Linked DNA regions of Mus musculus: regions 1, 2, 3, 4 and 5 are each linked to region 6. Evidence: chromatin contacts called from public HiCAR-type, HiChIP or PLAC-seq and promoter capture Hi-C data. All regions are on one chromosome and are shown on one strand. The core of a region is the stretch at or near the end of the contact, and the rest is flanking DNA. Distances in the headings are between cores, read along the strand shown.

Region 1 (4,418 bases), core at 1,325-3,824, 1.1 Mb after region 6:
AAGTTATCAGCAGCCGGAATGTGTCCTCAAACCAAAAATCAAAGAGCTGTGGCCAAAAAACTCAAGATCCGCCTTCCAAACAGGCCATTGAACAGACCAGAGAAGGATGAGGAGATGGTCACAGCATCCCTGGGGAGAGAGCAAGCTGATCCACCTCAAGCTGAAGCAGGGATTCCATGCAGGTGCCTCCCCACCCACAGTGATGGGGCAAAGCTCTTCTGGGAGGAGTTTAATCCACAGGTTGTTAGCATGAGTAGCTGAGGTTAAAAGCCAACTTCTAAGAAGTAAGATTCAAACAAAAAGTAAGACTATATAAGGCAAGAAGAACACACTTCCTGGACCTAAAGAAACACAGAAACCATCCTTGCTCACCACTGCACCCCACCCCACCCTACCACCACCACACCCCATCTTCCTCTGGCTTTGTCCCAAGATAGACTGGTGGTTTTTAGGTGTTCCTGGATCACAGAACTCCTTGGCTCTTTCTATATGTCAGGAGATGGAGTCAAATGAAGGTTTTACCTCTTTCTCCCCTGATGGCAAGTGAAGTTTACAAACAGAACAAAGCGGGTGTGTTTAGAAAGATTTCCAAAGACAAACATCTTTGAAACCCTTGCTCTGAGAAGCCGGAGAATAACTTTCTGTGCCCCCAAAGCCCAGTGATACCCCCTTCACCAGGGCTGGGGTGTTTGGGGGAAGAAGCTCCTTCATGCCCTGCCTCACCACATCTGCTGAAAGGAAGAAGAGATATCTCAGGGCCTCCAGAGCAGCCTGGGAGGTGGACACCGCCAGCAGACAGCTGAGGCTCCTGAGGAAGACTCTTGCTTTTCCCAGTCAGCTGTTTTACTTAGAAAATAAGGAACTCGGGATAAATGATTAGCATCTTTCTAAGTAAAATTCTACACCGAATGCTTTCCTATGTCTAACATACCAATGCCTACTAGCACCGTGTTGTTCTACTCGACTCTGCAGACTTAGGAATTAACAAAGTAGGGGAATGTGTACCATCATCGTTGACAGGACTCTGGACACAATACAGCATAAGACTTAAAATAAGCAGATGTCTAACAGTTGGCAAAAATTGGAAACAAAGGGTAGAGAAAATCCTAATATCAATTTACAAGCACTTTAAATGCTCAGTAGCCAACGAGGAGGGACAGGTTCACACAATTAACAGCTGCTCTCCCTGCTAAATTTAACAGAGTTTTTAACTCAGTGACTTCTGAACCAAGGCGGGGAGGGGAAGAAAGCGGGGCTGTAAATACTTAAGGAAAGCAAGCTGAAGTAAATTTAATCTAAAGGGGCAAAACAAACCATTGTGGCTCACTACCGCAAAGGTTGCATTTAAGTTGCAGAATATTCTGGCTGAATTCTAACTAGCAAGACGCCAGATGCAACCTATTAAGAAGTTGGAGGTGCTTAATAGAGGGGACTGGCCTGTTTGACACCATGTATCAAAGTCAAGATCGCCTCTTCGCTTACCAGGCCCCCAAAACAATGTTCATTTCAGTGTAGATGCATAAACCGGGACGTTTCCCCCCTTTTCATGTAAAGAATTGTGAGGTTTTGTTTTGTTTTGTTTTGTGTTTCAGGCAATTTAGTTGGACTTCCCGTGTGTGTCAATGTCCAGACCTGTAGCAAAGACTGTCAATCGGATTCAATAAATAATTTCATGGCTTCAAGCTGAACTCTGGGGCTGCCGGGTGTGATGTCTCCGTCAAAAAAGCAACAAAGCTGAGGGGCACCAGCGCCTGCGAGCTCAGCCTGGGACCTGACTCCATCTCCTATTCGGAGACCTGGGCCGAGAGCTCGCGTCTCTCTGCACCCTCAATCCCACATCCCACACCCAGCCCCTGGGCAACTAAAGAGGAAGTCGGGGTGTCCTATCCAACCGATGAAGATAGCCTATTGCACGGGAGCGGGGATCCCGGCCAGTCTCTTGCCTGACGCGGGAGAGGTCTGGGGAAGCGGGGCTGCGAGGCTGAGATCCTCTCTCCCGCCGTCCACCTTCCTCCTCCTGAGCCCACGGGCAGCCTTCCCCCGAGCACCCCCAGGCTGACTGCTCCTGAGTGCACGACGCAGTCCGAGGCTCCCCTCTCCCGGTGCGGCTGCGACCCGCGTTCCCCGCGTCCGGCGGCCACTCCCGCATCTCGCCGACCCTCTCCGGCCGCGAACGCGCACTTGCGACGGCCCAGGGCGGAGACTGCGCGGGAGCCGAGCCCCGCGGCAGGCCGTGCACGCTCAAAGGCTGCGCGTAAACAGCCCGGGGCGCGCTCCGCTCGCTCGGCGCCCGCCGCGCCCCCTTCTCCGCTCCCCGCCGCCCCTACCTGCTCGCAGAGTTTGAGCACTGCCATTCTTCCTTTCCCGCGCGCGCGCACATACAGCTCTCCGCTCCGCAGATGTCAACGCCGGGAGCCCGGGGACGCGGAAGGGACGGCCCGGGAAAGCTCCAGGAGCTGGGCTCGCGAAGGTGACAGCCCCGCCACTGCTCGGCCGCCGCCGCCTGCCTCTCAGAGCCCAGCCCCGGCTCGCGGGAGTCGCAGCCCGGCCCGCCCGCCTTTATACAGGAAGTGCCGGCCGCTGCCAGCCGGGCCGCCACTGACATCACCGCGCGCTGCCTCGCGCCGCCCGGGCCGACGCTGCCTCCTGCCGCCCGCGGCGGCTCCTCGCAGCCCTCGGCCCCGGCGCCCTCCCACACCTGCACCCCGCTCCGCCAGGAGCCAGCCGAAAGGGGAGGGGGCCTGACGCTGACCCTCCCCAGCAATCCCACCCACGCGCACGCCACCGATGGGCAATCCCTCGCCGACACACCCCAGGGGTCCAGAAAGCTTGCTACTCACAGGCCACCAACTTTCACCCTGCAGACTGTGTCACACCCCCTTTCCCTAAACCTCTTCCCTAATCAGATTGCTCCGGCGCTCCGAATTTCTGCCACCTAGGCGCTGGGCTGACAGTCTCTTTGTTTAATATAAGGAGGCCATGGATGCGTTGTTGAGTCCAGGGTTTCTCTAAACATATAGCGGTGGGAACGGGAGCTGTGACCCTCCGGTCACCTCCTAGTTAAACCACACACTACCCTAACTTGGTAGCCTAGGCTTGGGACTGAAGGTGAAACTGAGTAGGAAAAAAAGAGTCCTACTAAATTACTGCATTAAATAAGTCCTAGCTGATTTATTCCTACAAGAGTAAGTTGCATGCTGCCCACTTTCCACCCTACACACACAGAAGACAGCTGTCCGACAGATTAGGCTTCTAATACAGAGGTAGCAATCCGTAGTAAGTGTTGGTATTTCTGCGATCTGGAAAAGCACTTATAAATTCCGGCAGTGACTGGGCATGGAGAGAAATGGAGCATAAGCAGGTAAGATATTCTGCTGGCTAGTTTTTACCTCTACTTGACACGGGCTACAGTCATTTGAGAAGAGGGAGCCTCAGGTTTGTTTGTTTGTTTGTTTGTTTGTTTGTTTGTTTTTTAAAAAGGCTCCCACCAGATTGACCCGTGAGCAAGCTGGTAGGGGCATTAAGAAAATTAATTAAGAAAAACTGATGATTAATGTGGTCGGGGTCAGCTCTCTGTGAGTTGTGTCACCCTGGGTAGGGGTAATCTTGGGTGTATAATAAAGCAGACTGAGCAAGCCATGAGCACCAAGCCAGTAAGCAGCACTTCTTCCTGGCATGTGCTTCAGTTCCTGCTTCCAGGTTCCTGCCTTGCGTTACTGCCCTGTCTTCCTTCAGTGATGAACTGTGATGTGGAAGCGGAAGTACAAACAAATTCTTTCTTCCTCAAGTTGTTTTTGGTCACTTTTCCTTTTTTTGTCACACTAGAGCCCGTAAGTAAGACAGGTGCCTACTCTCAAAGGGCACTCATATAAACCAGATAGGCATTGCAGATTAATATAATTCCAAACCGAAATAAAGGATCATAAGGAGAAGTATTTAGGAAGCAAAAGACCAGACTAAGCTGGGCGTGGTGGCGCATGCCTTTAATCCCAGCACTCGGGAGACAGAGGCAGGCAGATTTCTGAGCTCGAGGCCAGCCTGGTCTACAAAGTGAGTTCCAGGACAGCCAGGGCTACACAGAGAAACCCTGTCTCAAAAAAACAAAACAAAACAAAACAAACAACAACAAAAAAAAAAGACCAGACTAGACCAGTGGCTAAGGGCAGGCTTCCTGAAAGAGGGGAAAGCTGAGACCTAGAGAAGAAAGTTAAGCAGGGAAGTGAGAGATAGCCCACACCCAAGAAGCCACTGGTACCCCTAGCAGGACCTTCGGGACTGTTGAACAACAAATCAGAACTACAAAGGGCCTGGTTAAGATCAAATGCCTGCCCCACACCTGCCTCTATAGTTCACTCACAAACCAGCTGTAGGTTTCTTCTTCCCCATTGTCAGTGCCTCAACGAAGATCTCATAGGAGA
Region 2 (4,277 bases), core at 626-3,125, 1.2 Mb before region 6:
CTTCCCACTTCAAATGATGAAAAGAAAAATTCCTCAAAGGTGTACACAGCCATTTGAGTTTAAATTAATTCCAGATGTAGTCAAGTTGATGACCAAAAATAGCCACCATACCTAAGGATATTAAATATTTATTGACCATTTGTATTTTTACCTTTGAAAACAACCTATTCAATTCATCTACCAATTTAGTAATTAGATGGTTTAATTTTGTTTTGTTTTGTTTTGTTTTTTGATCAGCGCTGCAAACATATGTCTCTGCTTGTTCTCTATCTATTGAAGACAGCTTTAAGAAAGTACATTAGTCATTTGGTGATATGTTTCTTTCAGTTGCTTTCCTTAGCATTATCCCAAATTAACCAAACCAGTTTGAACAGAATTGGAGCAAAAAGTTGCTTTGCAAGAGGCATACCAAGGGGATCCAGGGAAAAAAAATGATAAAGGACAGATTCCAATAATGAAGGTTTATTTTTAAAAATCAGCCCCTAATAATTTCCTTAAAAAAAAAAACTCTGAGCTTTTACAGCCACATACTAGGTATACACATATACGGGGCATTTGGTGAAAGCCTCCTTTAGATAACTCAGAGACATTCTTTCCTATTTAGACCATTAAAAAAAATTGAAGCTGAGTTATTAAAAAAAAAAGATTTCTATTATATCGAGCTTAGTGCTGTTAGTGGAAGACTGGAATTAGAGAAAAGAACACAACTTCTTACTCTAGCTTTGTGTGTGTGGTGGGGCAGGGATGGGGATCAGAGGAAGGTTAAATTAGGTCTCATGTAGCCAGACTAGCCTTGGATCCCCTATGCCACTTAGGCTCACCTTACCCATCATTAACTCTGTTTCTCAAATGGTGGGATTACAGTCCACTACCACCACACTCTTCTGCCCTACTTCAAGTATGAAATAGTAAGTCACACTGAAAGGTTTCCAGAGACCAAAGAAGGCTTGCTCTTAACACAGAATTATCCTGATCATCAATAAACCATAGGGCTCAGAAACTGTGAGTCTCTTTCTAGGACAGACTATTCTCTTGTGGTTGGTGGTGGCTTTCTCTGCTCCCCAGAGTGGTTTACTGTGCAGCATTCCAGTTTCTTGGAGTCTTCTGTCTCAATAGGCTGACTTTAGAGAGCTATCATCTCTGCCAGGTTGGTTATGTTTAGAACACTCACTATATCTTTGAATTTTTAAAAATACAATCTCATTTTTAAAAGAAGGCTTATTTTTTAATTTAAGTGTATGGGTGTTTAGCTTGTGTGTATGTCTGTGTACCATATGTCTGCAGAATTCAGAAGAGGGCAGTTGATTCCATGAAACTGTAGTTACATATGTTTGGGGCTGCTGCCATGTGCACGCTGGGAAACATGGGTTCTCTGGAAGAGCGATAAGTGTTCCTAAGCACTGGACCATCTCTCCAGCCTCCAGATCTCTATTAAAGTAACACTTTATTAATAGTGAACTTATATAACCCTTTTGGGTTTTTTTTTTTTTTTTGAAAGATACTGTGTTCATGAGCTTAGACACAAATTATTTAAGCACCAAATTTCTCAACTTGTTGCTTAAAAAAAAAAAAAGGAAGAGGTGAAAGGAGGGACAAACAAACAAACAAGTCAGGCTTTTGTCTAAGTGGGGCTTGCTGGTCTTATTTCTGAGAGGGTGCATGTGAAGAGCCTGCCTTTCTGAGTGGCCCGCACCAGTGCTCTGAGAACCCTGCGCGGGGCTCCGGCGTGTTTTAAACTGCCCGCCAACTCTGCAAGCTGGCCCAGGAGCAAGAATCGGGAAGGCAGGTGATCGCCCCCTGGAGGCCACTGGGAGAGCCGCTCGGCGGACCGCGGAAGGGCGGGGCCGCAGCCGGCTCCGCCCCTGCAATCCCCTCCCTCCGCTTTCCCGCTCTTGGTCCGCTGCGCCACTTCCGCCGCTCTGGCCGCGATGCTGCCTAGGTTGTGGTGGCTGGTGCTCTGGCTGCAGCCCCTGGCTACACTGCCAGCGAGCGCGGTGCACGACGAGGAGGCAGCGATGTCAGGTAACCCCGGCTCCGGGCGGGGGGGCCTCCTTTCGGCGCCGCAGGGTCACGCGCGGCCGCGGCCAGGCCCCGCCCCTGTCTGCGGGCATCGGATACTTCAGTGTTTTGGTTTGTTCAGGATCACACCGCTGGACAACCGCACAGCTGGCCCTTTGTCTGCAGTTTATGTCTGAAACCTTATTTTATCTGTCTTCAGAAATCTCAGGAAACTCAAGGCTAGAGAAGGATAGAAGCTTCAGAAAGGAACCGAAATTCTGTTTCTGATTGGCTGCTGTGACCTGGGTAGCTGGTCATATGCAAAATACTGCTGATGCTCCAGCATTGAACCAGGTGCACAGGAAGTCTCAGTGAGCTACTCAGACTGTTTGGGGTGCTTAAGATTCTGGCTCAGAAAGCTGTAGCAGCAAAACGCAGTCTCCACGAGTTTAACATTTATTTCTACCATTCACTACATCCTTCAAAAGATTGCTTGTTTGTATTCTTCATTACATGGTCACTTACAGACTCAAGGGAGGCTGTCAAGATACAGACTTTCAATTGGATAATATTCCGACACCGACAAAGTTAGTAGGGTGTCTAAGACTGAAAGAGAGAATGGATGTTCAGTAAGCAGTTATTAGCTTCTGTCACACCTTGTGCCCATACTGGTATCTTGCAGTGAGTTACACCTTAGGGGACGGTCTGTGGTCAGCTTTTCATTGAACAGGAATGTGTTAATTAACTATTTTGTGCTATGCAGGGCTGATTTGCTCTAACTGCATTGTCTTATACTGATTATTCATATATGCCCATTTTACATGCTAGAGAACAAAGAATTGGTAGTAAATATAATAGGTACTTGTGAAAATATAAAACAGTTTGAGGAGGAGGGCTCCTGGGCGTGGCAGCAGAGGGGTAGAAGTAGTTATATAGATTCAGAATCTTGGGCTCTAGTGCAGTTGTTGATTTAACCTGTAGGTGTCGTATTCTCCAGGGCACACAGGTATTATTTCTGCTCCTTTTATTTGCTTCAAGGAACTCAGTTTTTCAAGTTTTGCTGCTGTATGGGTCACCATATAGCCCTAGCAGATCTGGAGATTTTTACATAGACCAGGCTGGCCTTGGCTGTACAACATTCCTGCCTCTACCTCCCAGGTGAAGGGTTTTCAGAGCTGTACTGTTGCGCCTAGCTTAATAGTCCTCAGTTGTGTTAAAGACGCATGTAAATGTTCACCAGGACTTTCTTTCTGAGAAGTGTAAGATACCCAGGAGATGATAAAATTCCAGTTCACAGCTGAAAAGAAAATGGCAACTTCTGTCTTGCCATTCCAGATATTCCTTACGTTCACATAGGAGGGGATCACTGTCCTGCAGTGTTGAGTGACACCTTGGGAACCCTTGGTTGGCTAGGTCTAAGAACTGCTGCTACTGTAAAAGCTATGGTCTTATGAGGGGCCTGTGATGAGACAGCTAGACAATAATCTCTCTCACCCACAGGGAATGTATTTTTTAAAAAAGCACTGCAGTACCGAACCTTACATGCCCCCCCCCACCCAGTGTGTGTGTGTGTGTGTGTGTGTGTGTACATTACATATCACAGCAAGAGATTTATAATTATAAATCAGAGCAAGAGATAGTTATTACAATTCATTACAATAAAATATTGTGGAAAAATTATTTGAACTTACATATTTCTACTTTGAAAGATTTTTTTCATTTAATATTTTCAGACCTTGGTTGAACACAAAAACTTGAAGCCTCAGCAAGTGAAATTGAGTGTAATGGAAGACTGGGGGGGTGGGGGTGGGTTGCCTCTGATGACGTCTAAGACCCTTTCCAACTCTGAGAATCTGCTTTGGGTACTTACACGCTGCCATGGCACGAAGAACATCCATTCCAAGGCCAGCCCTCTGATACCCTATTTGTAGAAAAGGCAGACGCTTGTCATAGAAGAGAAACGGCAAGTCAAGCATGACTCTTAATTTGAAACCAGTAGGTCAGATCCACGAACACTGCTTCCCTTCACATGAGGCTCTGGAATGACGTCCCATGCTTCCACTCCAACAAGAGGTCATTTGAAGTTCCTCTGTGGCAAAAGAAAATGTCTAAAGGTAGAATCCGACCTGTATGTGTGTTAGTTAGGATGTGCTAATTTCAGTTCCATTCTCATGACACTGGAGAAAGAAAAATTAAGTTTTATATTCAGGTTAAAAACAACAAACTGGTACTGGTACAAGAGACATGTTACTTATGTAGTTTACATCTTTGAAAAATGT
Region 3 (4,165 bases), core at 1,450-3,949, 1.3 Mb after region 6:
TCTTTTCAACCACAACACCTGGCTTCTTCTATTACCATGTGACACCCCTCTGTACATGTGCCAGCTTCTCCACTCAGCTCCAAGCCATCACCTTCATAAATTACCTAGTCTCAGATGTTATTTTGGGAGAATGGGACAGGATGCACACCAGGCAACTTTACTACTGAATTCAAACCCCAGACCAGGCATTCTGTTATGACAACACAAACAGATGAACATGATAATGAAACTCTGGTAAGTCTTACAGGACAAAGAGGAGTTAGGTTAAGGAAGAGAGATAGGAGAGAGGATAGAAACAGGAAAAGAGGGTAAGGAATTGAGTAAATACTATTGTTTTACATTTATTTGTATATTTATGTATACACATGCACATGTGTGTGATTATATATATGAATACATTCAGTATCACGGTCTCAGAGGTCCACCTGCCCATCCTATATAAAATATTAGTCTTCTGTCATCCCAGCTATTTAGTAAGCTGATAGAGGAGGATTCCCTGAGCTCAAGAATGGGCATGAGAGAGGCTTTGTATAAATCAGGATAAACGAATAAAAACAGCAACCCACCTAATTTATTTATTTAATGTTTTTTTCTTCTCTTTCCTTCTTCTTACAGTGATTTTAAAATATTTACTTATTTATCTATTTAGTGTTTTTCCAGACAGGGTGTCTTGGTGTAGCCCTTGCTGTGTTGGAACTCATTCTTTAAACTGAGCTGGCCTCAAACTCACACAGATATGCCTGCCTCTGCCTCCTGAGTGCTGGGATTTAAGTAAAGATTAATTTTTATTTGTAAAGCTTTTAAGAATTTATAGCATGTGTTGTCAGGCTTAGCCAAAAGCACCTTTATCTTGAGAGACCTCCCTAGTCCTTACCCTTAGTGTGTGTGTGTGTGTGTGTGTGTGTGTGTGTCAGTGCCTGCAGAGAACAGGAGAGGTTAACAGATATCCTCGAACTGTTACTGATGTTGTGAGCTGCCTAACATCAATTCTGGCAATGGAACTGGTCTCCCCTGCAATAGCAGCTCTTAGTTGTTGAACTATCTCTCCAGCTACATCATCATTTCATTTTCAATGTTTTTAAGCATCTCCCTGTGCAGTTCAATCTAGCCTGGGTAGTTTTTCTTTCAGTATCTCTAGTGCCAGGATTACAGGCACAGCACACTGTGCTCTACTCTTTTTTTTTTTTTCTCCACATCTTAGGGTTTCTATTGGTATGAAGAGACACCATGACCAAAGCAACTTTTTATAAAGGACAACATTTAATTGAGGCTGATTTCAGAGGTTCTGTCCATTATCACGGCACGAAGCATGACAGTGTACAGTCAAACATGTCCTGGAGAAGCCAAGAGTTCTACATCTTGACTCAGAAGCAGGTGGGAAGAGATGCCCTTTTCCAGGCAGCCAGGAGGAGGGTCTCTTCTGCTCTGGCCAAAGCTTAAGCTTTGGACCTCAAAGCTCACTCCTACAGTGACTCACCTCCTCCAACAAGCCCAAACCTACTCCAACAATGCTACACTTCCTAATAGTACCACTTCCCATGGGCTAAGCATATTCAAACCACCACATACAAGTCACATAATTACCCGATAATGCAGTACACATTAGTTCTATCTTCCCTTTTGGAATATGAGCTATGTGAGGAGACAGACTCATTCACACCTCCAACATCTAGTAAGTCTTTCAAAATATATTATTGCCTATGTTTAACCAACAATCTCATTTATTCCTCAAGCTCTGCTAACCAAATGCAGCAGGCAGGATGGCCTACTGGGTAGAACTTGCTGTGCAAGTCTGATGACTCAAATTGAATCTCCAGGAACCCACATAAAGATGGAAGGTGAAGAGGTGACTTCACAAATGTGCCGTCTGACTTTCATAAGCCAAACACACATCACACACGTACATTCATATAGTAATAAAATATAATTCTATTTTTTAAAAAACTGTATTAGAGTCAGTGAGATGGCTAATCATTTAAAAAAAAACAATCGCTATGCAAGCCTGTTAAGTGAGTTCTTATTCCTTAGACCCACATGGGAAGACTCTGACCTTCACATATGCGTTTGTTACGTGTGCCCCTCCCTTATATGTAAGTCAGGACCTCATCCAATCCCTGAATGTGGCAAGCAAAATTGTTGCTTTGTATAGAATGAGAAAAACCTGGATCATAAAGGCAACACTACACCATATCTTGGCCACGTATGAAGAAGGCAGCTAGAACTGACAGGTCACTGGGCCTGTTCGGGGCGGTATGACCCGAAGTTGCTCTCTGAACAACACCTCAGGGTCAGCACAGCAGGTACCGTTTGAGATCGTCAATACACAGTAAAATCTGCCAGGCTCGGCAGCAGGAGCGAAAACACGCTGGGCCAGCGCTGGGTGGGGTGGGTGTGGGAGGCAGTTACATAATTAGCCAGCTCCTGGGCTTTCCTCCCCCGGCAGGGCGGCCCTCACGAGCCGAGCCTCGAGACTCGACCCCAAATAGCTCCAGGAAAAAACCCGGACCGTAGGTGAACCCAGGAGTTCGTCACGAAGATTACATAAGTGGCAGACTCCTGGCAGGAGCAGAGCGTGTCCCGGAGATCCGCGCCCCGATTGGCTGTCCCGAGGCGGCACTGGACACGTGCGTCAGCCTAGCGTCAGCGTGGCGTCATGGGGTTGGGAGGGACTTAGTGGGAAGAGGCGTGTCCAGCTGCTCAGAGGGCTCCCGGATTGGCTGAGAGGCGCAGGAGCCGTCCCTCCAGGCCGGCCTGAGGGCGGCGCCTCGTTCCGGGTGCCCGCGTTGGCTACCGGCTTCACAAAGATGATCATGGCAGCTCGGACCAGTCAGAGGGCCCTGGCGAGGGTGGCATCGGGGTGCCATCCGAAGTCGACCACCGTGACGGAAGCCCCGGCGCGGGGGTCTGCGCGCGACGTCAGGTAGCGAGCGGAGGTTTTCCGGGCGGCGGGTTCGGGACGGGCCTGTGGCCGGGGCGCTGACCCTAGTCGGCTCCGGAGACCCGGGGCGCGGCGCTCGGCCGGCTGGTCTGCGTGCACCTCATATTATCGGGGTGAGTCAGCGACGAGACGGCCGTGGGAGGACGGACAAGCAGCCGGGTCTCCGGCTCCCGCCCTTCCGGTCTCCAAGAGGTGGGCGGCGGCCGTCGGGAAAGTTTAACTGCGCCCGAGAGCGCCGGCTCCCGGGCCGTGGGAGTGCGTGTCCTGGCGGTGAACCGCTTGTCAGACGCTCTCTCACTTGCTGTGGAGTTCTTTGACCCCGGCCACTCAGCGCTTGCAAAATGAAACACAGCCAACAAAGAGGACCTGTTGTTTTTTTCACTACACTGTAACTTTGAGGTCCTGTAACCTTGAAGATGGCTCTGTCCTCGGTTTTCCTGCTTGGTCCTTTAGGTGGAGATGAACCTAGAGACCTGAAGGACACTATAAGTCTACAATGCAGTTTTCTATTACAAATAAGACTGTAATAAAGTATTCTCAAAAATTAAAATTAACTCAGAGTGGCGGCTCACACCTGTAATTTTAGCAATAAAGTCAAGTAAGTATCGCGGTGGGTTCAAGGCCAACCCGAACTACAAAGTGAGCCCCTGTCTCAGGACCAAAAGAAAAGAAAATTGGTATTTGAGATGAATCAATATGTATACATTACAGAGGAGAAAGTCCAACTCTTGCCTGGGTTTCAGAACATTTTGGTTGAATGAAGACTTTAAAATGTCAGCCAAGAGGCCAGGTCTGGTGCTTTGGAGGCCAGCCTGGTCTGTGTAGCTAGTTGCATATCAGCCAGAGCTACAAGGTAAGATTTGTCTCAAAAACAAACAGAAACTAGCAGCCATGCTTCATCTCCAAATCTTACACAAACATGTTGAAACTGTGAAATCGGGTAGTTTATCCTCAAAAGATAGCTTTTCAAGCAGGACATACTGCTTATATTACTGATTAAATGTTGCTTTGCTGCTTATGGTCCGAGGCTCATGCTCAGAAAGTCCATACCAGCCTCAGCCTGGGAAATACCAAGTGACTGGATCTAAAAAAAAAAAAGGCAACAAAAATGGTATATAAATGCATAAAAGTATTACATTATCTTGTGTTCTGGCCTTTAATGTAATATGTTATTTGAGAGAGTAGTTTTGGAATATTAGTGATTACAAAGTCTGTTTTCAATATGTT
Region 4 (3,962 bases), core at 1,455-3,954, 1.3 Mb before region 6:
CAGGCAACATGTATGCATATATCAATCTCAGTCTGCAGAAGTTCTTCTGCAAAAAGTATTGACATACCATGTAAATTAACACACAGCTCCTAAATATAATGTGCTGAAAAATGACACATTATTTGAATGCTTAATGATATGTTTTAGCTGTGAGAATTCTCAAGATGAAGAGTAATGCATTTTTTCCCAGTATCAACTTCTGAAATTTCCCTCGTGTTCCATTATTAAGATGAGAGTATATTCTACTACTGCATGAGTTATTGAACATGTCAGATCAGAAAGGAAAGTTGCACTTACTATAATAGCCACACTATTTTTCTCTCCACCACTCAAGGATTAAAAGAAGCAGGTGAGAGGAGAGTGGGACCCCGGCAAAGGAGCTGGCACTCTTACAGTATACTCAAGGGGCTGCTTTTTATTCTTTAATATGTTTGATAAGATCCACAGTGAAATATGAACATGTGAAAGAGTCACACATTAGCACCATCTGAAACTGTTTATACGATGGTCACTTTCATGAAAGCAACACTAATATATGATGGCCCTGTGGTATATAGAACACATTCACATTATGTCAAAAATAGAGATTTCCTTATTTTAAAAATGCAACAAAAACAGGTTTATTATAATGAGATAGCCAAGGCCTAACTCTAGCATGGATTCTAAGTCACCAGGCACAGAACTCTAACACACTTGCTACCATCCACCCATTTTTTACTCTTAAAATCTAGAGTTCATGACACAAATTCTTCAAAGGTCTGCCCCACTTCATAATTTTTCTTTCAAAGCATCTACAATACAAAGTTAAATAAACCATACGTCCTTAAAGTTGAAGTAAAAGAGATATGAAATTGTTTAAATAATGAAGAGGAGACAAGGCTAGGTTTTCTATAGGGCATGGTTGTTATTAATCAGCAACAAAAGAAAAACTTTTAGTTTAGGTATGATTATGCAATTATAATCTACGTACTTGATGAAATTTATTAGGCATAATAGCTCACTAAAATTTTCTGTATCATCTAGATGAATCTTAAGAATTTGTCATCTGAAATATATTCACAACTAAAGGACAGAATGAAGTAAAATTTCCAGTGCCCCATGCTGTCACTAATACAGTCCCACACAACAGGAGACTGGGCCTCAGGAGAGAAAAAGCATGCTCAGTAGTGGAATGGCAGGCTAAGCATAAGATGGTCAAGTCAAAAAAAAAAAAAAAAAAAAAAAAAAAAAAGAAAAAGAAAAGAAAGAAAGAAAGAAAGAAACAAATTATCTCCCTAGCACTTCTTGAAATTATTTTCTTTCAAGATGTAATGTTCCAGTATCTAAACTGGAAACAGAGATGAAGAAGGCTGACTGCACTGCCTATCTACAAATTCTCAACAGCATACTTATTTATCTGCTTGAGCTTACTGAAAGAACAGAATTAAATGTCTCAAAAGATGCAAGCTGGAGGAAGAAACCTTCAATCCAAGTCACTTGTGCTGGCACAGAAGCTGGGTGTGAAGCAGCTCTTTGAATCTCAGGAAGATAGCCTCCACCCTGGTCGGCTATCCGATACAATGGACCCTATACATCCTCTCTCCAGTATCTCTTCTTAAAACCGGCAGATGAATTATAAATGTCATAACATATATTGTACAAAGAAAGATTTTTCAAAAAGTGAATATTTAAAAAGGGTAATTCGCTGCGTGTACAAAACAGCGAACCATTTCGGATGTGACTAATCTTATTTTAAATTCGGTTCCTCTGCTCCTATGCAATCTAATATTAACTATTAAAACTGCCAAAATATTTTTATACGAGATCTTAGAATCTCCTTAGAGATTCTGATCTTTGCACTCCGTAAAGTTGGCAGGCACGTCACTGGCAAACCAATCGGTAGTGACAACTTACTCCAAACCAGCTCTTTCGGATCAAATTGTAAATTAGCAGGCAATCCAAAATTTCCCAAGCCTCCCTGAGCCAGGGCACGGTTCCCGCTGGTCGCCCGCTGCAAAACTTGGTCAGCTCAACCTACAGACGCAAATTCCAGCTCTACCCAGGAGATTCCTTGCAGATCTCCCGGGTTGACCGTACTTCGGTGTCTGTCCCCGTAAGGTCACACACCTGCGTCCAAAGCTTCTCTGTCCTACACGTGTCTGCACATTCCCCACTCAGCCTCAAAGGCTCGGCGACTCCCGCTTCCCTGCACCTGGGTGCCAAGTTTCTGAAAGCCACTTCCAAGCAAAACTCTCCTTCCGCTCTGAAAACACAACTACAGTAGGAAGGGGCGGATAACAGGAAGAAAGCGGAGACTCAGCGGCACTTTTCGGAAGTCCCTGGTCGCCCCGGAGCTGGCACCCCACGCGGGCCCGCGAGCGCGTCCTCCCCGCACAGCCCGCGCCCCCCGCCCGGCAGGACGCGACGGCCCCGCCGAGCCACGCGTCCGCGCCCCCCGCTCCATCTCGAGGCCCTCCCGGTACCTACGCGGCCCGCAGCTGCGGCGCGCTCCGCGACGACGGCTCTGCCGGGCTCCTGCGGCGGCTGCGGCGGCCGGGACGCCCCCGCGCCCATCGAGGGGGGCAGGGACGCGGTGGGCGCGCGCTCCGTCCCCCGCCCGCCCCGACGGCGCTCGCTCGGTCGCGCGGGCGGAGGCTCGGGCGGAGGCGGGCGGCGGCGGCCCCGGGCGCCCTCCCTAGGCCTCTCCCGCCGCCCCTCCCTCGGCCTCTCCCTCTCCCTCCCCCGCCACCTCCGCCGCCCCCGCCCCGCCCCGCGCGCTGTCACATCGGGAGATTCCGCTCTTGCTCCATTCGCCGCTCCGGCTCCCGCCCACGCGCGGCCGAGTGACGCAGATCCCGGCGTGGGCGGCCGCGGGGCGGGGGTGGGGGCCGGCGGGGCTGAGGCTCGGCGCGGTCCCGGGGGTGGCCCATTCCCACGGCAGCTGGGAGCGCGCGGGTGGGGGCGCGCGCGCGGGTCGGAGGAGGAGGAGGCTTCCGTGGATCCGCGGACAGCGCTGCCTGCCAAGCCCCGCACCGGGCCCGCCCAGGAGGGAGGGGGTGGGGGGGGTACAGAACCGCAGGTGCGGTGCGGACCTGTCCCTCCTCGCCCACTCCACCCTGTCCCCACCCTCGCCCAGGCCTGGTTTGAGGAGGGAGGAAAGGGAAACTCTGGCCTGGTGGCTTAATGACACCCTTTTCATGTCTGGAAACCTTGTGTTACTTTACAGGCCATTCTCTGTTGTCTTCCTGTAGGCAAATGACACACTCCTGGTGCTGTCTTGAGCGTGTCAAAATAGAGTTCTTAAGGCAAGGTGTAGACATTTTGAGCTTGGTTTGCATAAACTTTTCTAGCCAAAGAAAGTGTTACAGCACCTCAAAAGCTAAAGCTATTGCCAAAATTTTAAGGGGAAAAAAATTAAATCTATTTTTGCCTTCCTTGGGGAGGGGGTTTCAAAGAAAAGAATTCAAGTTTTAATGGTGTGCTCTTACTGCAATACAGGTAGAATCCTGTTTTAATGTACATATAAAAATCCAGTTTTATATAGGAGGCCGTTCCCACTTCCTGGCTGGCCTCCCAGAGTGTGCCTACTTGGTTGAAGGGGATACAAGGCATTCTTTGAGAAGAGAAATTCTTTAAACCACATCTTTATGTTGCAACAATGGGTGGGATGATAATATTGAAAGAAAAAGACCTTATTAAATAAACCATTTTTTCTTTTTGTAAAAACATGTTCTACAAATGAGTGATGTCAATGGAATAGATATGTACTTAAATGCATAAATATATAAACATATAGTTACATGGTTAAGTATACATTTAAGCTGAAATATCTTCCCTGTTAGTGACAAGCCTGTCTAGAATAGTTGGTATTTTAAATAATTATTCTTAGTTCCTCAAATTCTTCAGAAGAAATAACAGCTACAAGTGTCTCCCTGCCACTCCAATTGTCAGTGTTTATGCTCCTGCTCAGCGAAGAGGAATTT
Region 5 (4,250 bases), core at 1,658-4,157, 1.7 Mb before region 6:
CAAGTAGCCATTTCAGGGGAGTGGAGGGGACCTCACAGAGACACAGTGGAAGCCAACACTGGACCGTTCTCCAGGTGGCAGGCTCTAGAGGGTTCCATGAGCTTCTCTTTCCTGGATCAGGTTGTGGGAGCAGCTGCACCATTTCTTGGCACAGGGAAGAAGCAAACAAGAGCAAACAGATGCCAGAGAATGTGGTAAGTTTTAGGCATCAGGACTTCTGGAAGAAGTCATAAGCCCGAGGCAGAACACAGAGAGAACTGCTCTACTCTCAGTAAACCCATGAGACTTTAGGAAGAAAAGGAAAAAAATTAGAAAAATGATAATTCACCAGACATGGCATTGTGTTTTTTAGTGTTGTATCTTTTGCCTACTTGATATTGTGACAAAGATTCGGTTTCCCAAGTCCAACGTTGTATGATAATATCCTGTGTTTACAAATTTCTTTCTTCTAGGTTTCTGTTTTGGTTTTGGTGTGGTTACTCTTTGTTTGCTTTAGTTTACATGTTTTACCTTCTAAACTTTGAGAATATAATATACTTAGAACATTTCTCTTTTTCTTCTCTCCAGGCTCTCCCATCTGCCCCTCCCTGCTCTCCTTCACAAGCATGACCTTCCTTTTTCACTAATTGTTCTTATACGTGCATAGCTTAAGGAGAATCTCTTCTTTTAGCATAGTGCTACTTGTTTGTATATTTTTAGAGCTGACATTTGGGGCACCGGATAACAAATTGCCGCGCTCTTCCCTGGGTAAGAGCACTCCGGCTCCCAGGTTTCCTCAGTGGCCTGTAGTTCTTTGAGGAGGATTGAGACATAGTGAGACAGGCTTTCCCCTGACCAGTTTAACAGCTGATGTCTTACACGGTGGTACCTACAAAATAAGAAAGTGATTTCCTTCCAGAAACTGTAACTCTTACAGATAATAAGACTTGGACACTTCAAAAATATGAAAACCTTGAGAGAAAATATAAACAAATGTGATTGGGTCATTAGACAACCACCAAACAGGAAGAAAGGCAGGGACATTTGTGGACGATCTTGACCAGGAGTCAGTTCTGTGATGCCTTTGTGAGGGTGCACGTGTGACAAGAAAATAGACTATATCCATCTATAAAGGCTATAATATACGTGCACACATATATACACATCCTTGGGAAATTACTTAGATCTTTTGCCAACTAAAGTGGTGCTGTTCAAGGCATGATTCAAATTCCATCTGTTTCAAGGAAACAATTGATTCTCTAGGTGTGCATTCTAAGAAGACCTAGTTGGTCCTCTGTGATATCTATGTAGAAAAGTGACATTTGATCTGAGGGGTTTTTGTTTGTTCTTTGGTTGGTTGGTTGATTTTGGGTTTTTCAAGACAGGGTTTCTCAGTGTAGCCCTGGCTGTCCTGGAACTCACTCTTTAGACTAGGCTGGCCTCGAACTTACAGGAATCAGCTTACCTCTGCCTGCTTAGTACTGGGATTAATGCTGTCTGCCATCAGCACCCAATTGATCCTAGATTTTAACATGAGTTAGTGACTCCTCAAAGAATTTGAGAATACAGATGTTGGCTTAGAGGACTTTTCAAAGAGAACACTGCTGGTGAGAAGATTGAGTTTGGGGAAAGAGTTTTGCTTATTCAAAGAATAAAAATGCTGTACTAAGCAATGAAAACAGAGTAGCACAAGCTGAGATTAAAGAAAGTGATAGGGGAACATGGCTTTAGAGAATATATTGAGAAATTTGAATTGTCTAAGACCAAGCAAGAAAAGCCATCATGAAATTTTTAGATTGGCATGACATGATCAGCATTGCAATTAGATTTAAAAAAAAATCACCCAAATGAGTGTATGGCAGATAAATTAAAAGGGAGTGAAAAGCCAAAGTCAAGCAGTCACCAGAAAAGCCACAGCAATGATCCAGGTAAGAGGACGGGGTGGTGGAAGAGGTAGAAACAGGAGCTAGACCAACCGAGGCTCGAGGACCAAGTGTCCGGGACTAAATGGGCAACGTCTATGGCTTGGCCCTCATCCGTTCCAGACTAAGACGGGGTATGAGGAGGAACCTGTGTTTTGAGTACAGTTGGTTTACAGACTCAGTAGATATCCAAGGACAGGGTAACTGTGACACTTGGAAGAAAGCAGTGGGTGTGTATACATCTAGGAGTGCTCCAGGACATGGAAGTTACAGGGACAGTCATCAAAGGCACAACGGGAGAAGGGTAGATAAGAGACTCACATTCTGGTTTAGTAGTTTAATAATGGAGATGGGGGACAGAGGGATGTCCTGCGAGAAAGGAAGAAGCAAAGAGGTCCTGTCATCATGATGGCTAAGCGGGACAAAAGTTTCGGTAATGGAGGTGTCAATTGTGTAAAGCTTTATTTTTCTTAAACATATTAGTTAGAATTATTTATTTTATTTCATGACATTTTTGTTTTGCTTGCGTGTATGTGTACTTCTTGCAGGCTTGGTTGACGTCAGTGGAGGTCCGAAGAGGGCACTAGACTCCTGGAACTGGAGTTGGGAACCATTACGCAGGCACTGCAAATCCAAGCCCTGTCCTCTGCAAGAGCAAGTTCTCTGTAGCTGCTGAGTTAAAGGCAAGTATTGAATGTTTTCAAATTGGTAAATTAAGCTCCCTGGCTTTAGTAGCGTGAAGGTTAATCTCTAGTCCCCAATTCTGAATCCCGCAGTGATGCGCCTACTTAATGCAGGATCTCCAAGACTGAGCTTGCGCAAGCCTATAGTTTCCAACCTTGTAAACACAACCCCCTGTCTGCGGTTTGCACCGCACAGCGGCGCCCCAAGTTTCGCACGCCGGGTAGGGAGCGCGCGGACCAGGAAGGCCAAGCAGCCGAGGGGGGGGGGACGGTGCGCTGATGGAACAGCCGGCCAATCTCTGCCGCTGATTGGCTGAGGCGGAAGGAGGCGGGACGCCCTCTAGCCTTTTTTCCTGCCCGGTACTTTCGGTTTTCAGCGCCGAGTCTGTCAAAGCTCCCTGGAGACCTCCGGGACCGCGCCCCTCAGACCCACTTGGGACACTGCTGAGCGGCGCAGAGAGATTTGCCCAGACTCGAGCTCCTGCGTGCAGTGAGTGAGTGAGAGCCAGGTGCGGATCCGGGTGCGGGTGCGGGTGGAAGTGGGGCGCCCTCTCCTCGGACCTGGGGTCTGCTGCCCACAGGTGACCTGTCATCCCGCAGAGAGAACGCCAGGAGCCGGATCGCTTGCCCAACTCTTGGCGCTGCTTGGCTCTCTTATCCTGCCGTTCTCACTTCTAGGGTAAAATGACTTGTGCAATAGACATTTCTCCCGGAAGACACTGCACCTTCCCGCTTAACCTTTGCTCGCCTTGCCTCCAGCCCCTTTCCACCACTGTAACATTTTCTTCTTTTTGCAGTCGTTTCAGCTCTGCTCCATACCCTGAGCCGGCGCCACGCCGCCGCGCATGCAACTGGCATATAACTTGCTGTGTGTGGTGATTGCTTGTGTTGAATCCCGAACCTGCACCCGGAGACAGCCCAGTAAGTCTACGTGGGAACGGAAGCATTTGGAATCTCAGTATGTATCAGCCCTTACCGGTTTTCTGAAACTTAAAGGTGGTATTTAGGTTCCGCAGAACCACTAATGGTATAATCACTATCTAAAATACTCCCGAACACTACCTAAAAGTTTAGGGATAGGTGAATGGATGGGTGAAGATTGCTTTTATCTGGCAGGAATGACTTGAGCCCTGATTGATCAATGAGGACTCAGACTTGTAGGTTCATCATGGGGTTTGCCTTTTGCTTTCCTACGCCTTCTGATACATACAAGGTTTCAGCGGAACAAACGGTTCTGTGCTCAGTAACACTTAGGCTATATGCCCGGCGCTGTAGGGTCCAGAGGACGCTGATAGCAAAATATATCCCCTCAGAGGCTCTGATGCGTGCAGACAGCAAGCTTCCTGTGGAAAGTTCATGCGCTAAAAACCGTGCAAATGGCAGCCTGGTACAGGCCAAAGAAAGTTATGTGTGGGAGGGATAGACAGTTTTAGGAAGAAGTACCATCTATACGGAATTCTGCTAGATTGTTGGAAACAATGTGGTCTGTGCAGAACGGGCTAGACCGGGAGGATAGAATGTTTGTTGGAGGCATGAAAACAGGAAAGAGCCAACTCCAGACTCTGAGCCAGGTGTTTAAGGACTGTCTTGCCAGTCTCAGGTTTACAGACATGCCACAGTGGTGGGCTGGAGTCCTTTCCAATGGTATTTGAAATGGCGGCTTGCT
Region 6 (3,882 bases), core at 451-2,950:
TGAAAAATGAAATTAGAAGTGTCTGCCATTAAATGCCTACATTGTCTATAGACATTAATTTAGATATAAATGGTAGACTGTTGATTTATGAAGTTTCTACTAAAATGCCACTTCTACCTTAACCAAAATGTAATTTTTTTCTTAATATTTTATTACATGCAAGTTTAGAGGTCAGAGGACAAGCTGTAAGTGTAGGTTTTCTCTTTCTACCATGTAGGCCCTGGGGATAAGGACATTTGAGTTGGTGTCAAGAACCTTTCCCAGCAGAGCCATCTCCTGAAACTAAATTCTTACTTTAAAAAAAAAAAAAAAAAAAAATCCAAGAAAAACTATTACCAATCTATCCACATACAAAAAATTTTGAAATCACAGAAATATTACTTCTCTAACTTAAGCATACTGTCATGTAAGTAAATTTACTTTAATAGTAAACCTTCATTCCAGAAAATTATCTAAAATGTATGTGTATCTCAAAAAAACCAATTACTTGAAATATTAAAACTACCAAAAAATTAAATTAATATCAAAAAGATTAGGTGAAAAGACAGGTCTAAAATTTGGTCACGATTTCCATGGACTAGTGTTTTTTAATATACACAATTTTAAGGCACTGTGATTCAATTTTTATGAAGTTGTTGAAAACCATTTCTGGGCATCTCACTGTGAAGACTGTACCAATGAGAAAGGAGTTTATATCTCTCCATAATAAAACTGTGCTCCTGGAGTTCTAAATTCCATGTTACATATGCCTCCACTTGCCTCGTTACCTCTGCAGACCTTGCTGCTCAAGGCACAGCCTCTCTCCCAGTCTTGAACACTTAAAAAGTCCACACGGTATCAAACCTGCCGGCGAGGTTCGGTGTTATCGGTACCATGTATGTAAACATGACGTCAGCCAAACCCTCAGTGAATGTCACACTGCAAGCTAATGATTATGGTTGAAATTCCTAGGCTTTCAGAAGTATTTCTTAATTCCAACTTGCAAGCTGAAGCCAGCGCTTCTCTAGTCCCAGCACAGCCACGGCCACTAGCCACCAGCCGGCCGGCCGTGAAGTTTCTTTCAACTTTGTCTCCACTCATCTATATCCCGAGAGTGAAGCCAAATTAAGCGCTTTTCCCACGGTAAGGCCGAGTCGGGATAAAGATCCAGACCGTGGCCATGATGTGGCTGTCTAGTCTGAGGATGGGTCACAAGTACAGAAGAATTCCCACTGCTTTAAAGCCAAAAAGTCACGGAAACAGCTGTGGCTCCCCACGCCGGGACTGACAGCGGCCCACGCGATGACCGCAAAGTTTCTCCCAGGCTGCTGGCCGGACGCGTCCACCCGCCCCGACGTGAAGGCGTCCCGCGCCCACAGCACGCGAGCCCCGGAGCCACCCGGAGGACCACGTCGAGACGCCGCGGAGGCTATCGGGCATGGCCGCGCTCAGGGACGCCGGCTCTGGCCTTCGGGCTCGCCGCAGGGTCCCCGCGCCCCCACACCGACCGCTCCGCCGCAGCTCCGCGCCGTCGCGGGTTCTGCCCTCCCTCCGACCGGGCCACGGCTACACGGGCTCACCTCGCACTCTTCCCCACAACGGCTGGTCGCCGTCAGCCAGGCCCCTGTGAGGCGACTCCCGGCGGCGACCGCACAGACGCTGACCGACGCTTCTTACAGTTGAGGTTTGAAAAGTGCAGCCGCGTCTGGGACACTGTACTTCGACACAGACTCCGCCCTCTGCTGCCCAAGAGCCAATCGGAGCGATTACGGAGGGTGGGGTTGTCACGTGGGGGCGGGGCGGGGCGGCGGCCGGCAGCGCGTGCTGTGAGGCCGGGCCTCAGGAGGGGGGCGGGGAGTGGGCGGAGCGCCGAGCGCCTGAAGACTTGGTTGCTGGATGTAGCCTAGAACTGGACAGTGTGCAGGCCGGGTTGGGGGGGGGGGGGGGTCCGCGCCTCTTTTCCCACTTTTTCCACCTTCAGAGTAGTTCCGGGATGTGTAAGTATCGGGACACAAGAGATGAAAGAAGCCGATGTCCGGGCTCTTTGACTTGTGATGATTAAAGTTCTGTGTTTCAAATCTTCCTTGTCCTCTTCCTTACCTCCTGAACCTACCCTACAAATAGAGATTCCAGCTTGCTATGGGTTCTTGAAGCCATAAATAGGACTCCAGGATCCTAGTCTCTACAGCTGGATGTCTTAAGACACTAACTAGCTCAAGACACTGTAGGAGAATCTGAAGATGAACTAATTGCTGGTTTACTGTGGTAGGGGAAATGAGGAAAACTTGTACCTGCTCAATGCCCATTGCTACTTTCTTTCTTTCTTTCTTTCTTTCTTTCTTTCTTTCTTTCTTTCTTTCTTTCTTTCTTTCTTTCTTTCTTTCTTTCTTTCTTTCTTCCTCCCTCCCTCCCTCCCTCCCTCCCTCCCTCCCTCTCTCTCTCTCTCTCTCTCTCTCTCTCTTTCTTTCTTAGCAGTGTTAGAACACAGGGCCTTTCACATGCTTAGCAAGGGTTCCACTTCTAAGTTCCACCCCCAGGCCCCCAGATCTGTTAACTATTGAAGACTGTTTAAAAACTGAAAGTTTCGTGCTAGATACAGTAGGTTTACATACATATAAGATCCTAGGTTACTTATACGTTTATATGTAGCATCTACACATAGAATCTAGAACTGCTGAAGGGTACTTTTTTAGTAGGTATAAAAAACTATTGGGAAAAATTCTGTGAGTGGAACTCTCTTGCTTTTAGAACATCTTAGCAACCATTTTATGTTCTTCCCCTGTCACATTTAACCAAGATTTCTTCAAGCCATCTGCTTGCCCTTCCAAGCAGTGTATGTCCCAGGACACATGCATTTAAAGTTATCAAAACCATTTCATGAGGTCTGTGTTGTTATTTAGACAGGCCTCAGTATAATGTATTGATTCTTTAAGTGTTGTCAAATGGATAATGTTGCATCTTTTTAGCCAGGGAAGCATAAATGTTAAGGTGTCCACAAACCAATGAGATTGTTCCCATACTTTCTTCCAGGAAACAGCAGCTGCATCCAAAAGTGTCAGTACCAAGGCTTAGCCAGTGCCCTCTTGGAGTTCCTTGTGATCGTTTTTGGTGTTTAGATGTTTGTAACTGTTTTAAACTTAAACAATTCCTTGATCTCCGGCTTTTGAATGTAGAGGCCGTGTTGTGTGTGTTTATGTGGGGTTGTGTGTATCTGTGTATGTGCACGTGGAGGCCAGAAACATTAATGTCAGGTGTCAGTCTCAATACCTCTCCCTTTAGTTTTTGAAACAGTCTCTCCCTGAACCTGTAGTTCAGCAGTTCAGCTTGGCCTGCTGACCAGTGATTTCCATGGGTCCATCTACCTGTATCCACTGGACTTACAGGTGACAGGATCAGGTACCATGTGTACAGCTTTTGACATGGGAATCTGTACTGTGGTCCTTGTGGTGATATGGTCATCATTTTTACCAACTGAGACAGCTCCCCAGCCCATTGCCAGCTTATTAAAAACAAGACAGACAAACAAACAAACAAACAAACAAACAAAAACGACGTTTCATTATGTGAGGAGTGTTTGTGTATGGGTGAGTGTGCCAGAGGAGGTTAAAGGTGTTGCCCCCAACACCCACCCGGAGCTGGAGTTAAATGTCATCAGCTACCTGATGTGGGTACTAGAAACTGAGCTCTGCTCCTCTACAAAAGCAGCAAGTGCTCTTGACCAATGAGTTTCTCTGCCACCACCACCACCACCCTCTTCTTGTCATCAGCTCCACCCCCATCCCCATTGTCACCAGCTTTTAAGCAGTCGTCTTGCATTTTATTTAATTTTGTAAGCAGGTTGCCTTCTCCAGCAATCAAACTCATTGTTGCTTCCAGCGTGCTCACCTGGAATTCACTGGTACG

What was found. Promoter capture Hi-C pulls out the DNA fragments that hold promoters and counts their contacts. HiCAR-type assays count read pairs that join an accessible place to other places. HiChIP or PLAC-seq counts read pairs in DNA pulled down with a chosen protein or histone mark. Capture Hi-C pulls out chosen DNA fragments and counts their contacts.
Region 1: a promoter capture Hi-C map of liver shows a contact between it and region 6, with 2.8 times the contacts expected there. The contact joins the promoter of Ankrd44 here to the promoter of Stk17b in region 6. A contact is called at or near these places in 1 of 39 promoter capture datasets (the C10 cell line), 4 of 484 Hi-C or Micro-C datasets (B cells, CD4 T cells, CD8 T cells and 1 more), 1 of 115 datasets of contacts at active chromatin or transcription factors (the 230-238 cell line) and 1 of 9 other capture datasets (liver).
Region 2: a contact with region 6 is called in a promoter capture Hi-C map of pre-B cells, with 4 times the contacts expected there. The contact joins the promoter of Nemp2 here to the promoter of Stk17b in region 6. A contact is called at or near these places in 2 of 39 promoter capture datasets (embryonic stem cells and pre-B cells) and 2 of 115 datasets of contacts at active chromatin or transcription factors (cardiomyocytes and pro-B cells).
Region 3: a HiCAR-type map of astrocytes shows a contact between it and region 6, with 2.6 times the contacts expected there. The contact joins the promoter of Coq10b here to the promoter of Stk17b in region 6. A contact is called at or near these places in 2 of 39 promoter capture datasets (liver and pre-B cells), 1 of 484 Hi-C or Micro-C datasets (uterus), 3 of 115 datasets of contacts at active chromatin or transcription factors (astrocytes, double positive thymocytes and regulatory T cell precursor) and 1 of 9 other capture datasets (adipose tissue).
Region 4: an H3K4me3 HiChIP or PLAC-seq map of the 230-238 cell line shows a contact between it and region 6, with 4 times the contacts expected there. The contact joins the promoter of Nab1 here to the promoter of Stk17b in region 6. A contact is called at or near these places in 1 of 39 promoter capture datasets (pre-B cells) and 1 of 115 datasets of contacts at active chromatin or transcription factors (the 230-238 cell line).
Region 5: a contact with region 6 is called in a promoter capture Hi-C map of liver, with 3 times the contacts expected there. The contact joins the promoter of Stat1 here to the promoter of Stk17b in region 6. A contact is called at or near these places in 1 of 39 promoter capture datasets (liver), 2 of 115 datasets of contacts at active chromatin or transcription factors (pro-B cells and regulatory T cell precursor) and 2 of 9 other capture datasets (adipose tissue and liver).

Annotation. Positions count from the first base shown.
Region 1 is chr1:54,923,813-54,928,230 of GRCm38.p6, forward strand. It overlaps Ankrd44 (ankyrin repeat domain 44), which reads right to left and starts at 2,575. Exons shown (of 28, transcript NM_001081433.3): 1 at 2,328-2,575. The coding sequence starts at 2,354.
Region 2 is chr1:52,628,830-52,633,106 of GRCm38.p6, forward strand. It overlaps Nemp2 (nuclear envelope integral membrane protein 2), which reads left to right and starts at 1,876. Exons shown (of 9, transcript NM_001142647.1): 1 at 1,876-2,022. The coding sequence starts at 1,929.
Region 3 is chr1:55,050,071-55,054,235 of GRCm38.p6, forward strand. Coq10b (coenzyme Q10B) reads left to right here and starts at 2,700. Exons shown (of 5, transcript NM_001039710.1): 1 at 2,700-2,920. The coding sequence starts at 2,805.
Region 4 is chr1:52,497,744-52,501,705 of GRCm38.p6, forward strand. Nab1 (Ngfi-A binding protein 1) reads right to left here and starts at 2,705. Exons shown (of 8, transcript NM_008667.3): 1 at 2,467-2,705.
Region 5 is chr1:52,116,531-52,120,780 of GRCm38.p6, forward strand. It overlaps Stat1 (signal transducer and activator of transcription 1), which reads left to right and starts at 2,908. Exons shown (of 25, transcript NM_009283.4): 1 at 2,908-3,093; 2 at 3,382-3,542.
Region 6 is chr1:53,783,515-53,787,396 of GRCm38.p6, forward strand. Stk17b (serine/threonine kinase 17b (apoptosis-inducing)) reads right to left here and starts at 1,701. Exons shown (of 8, transcript NM_133810.3): 1 at 1,560-1,701.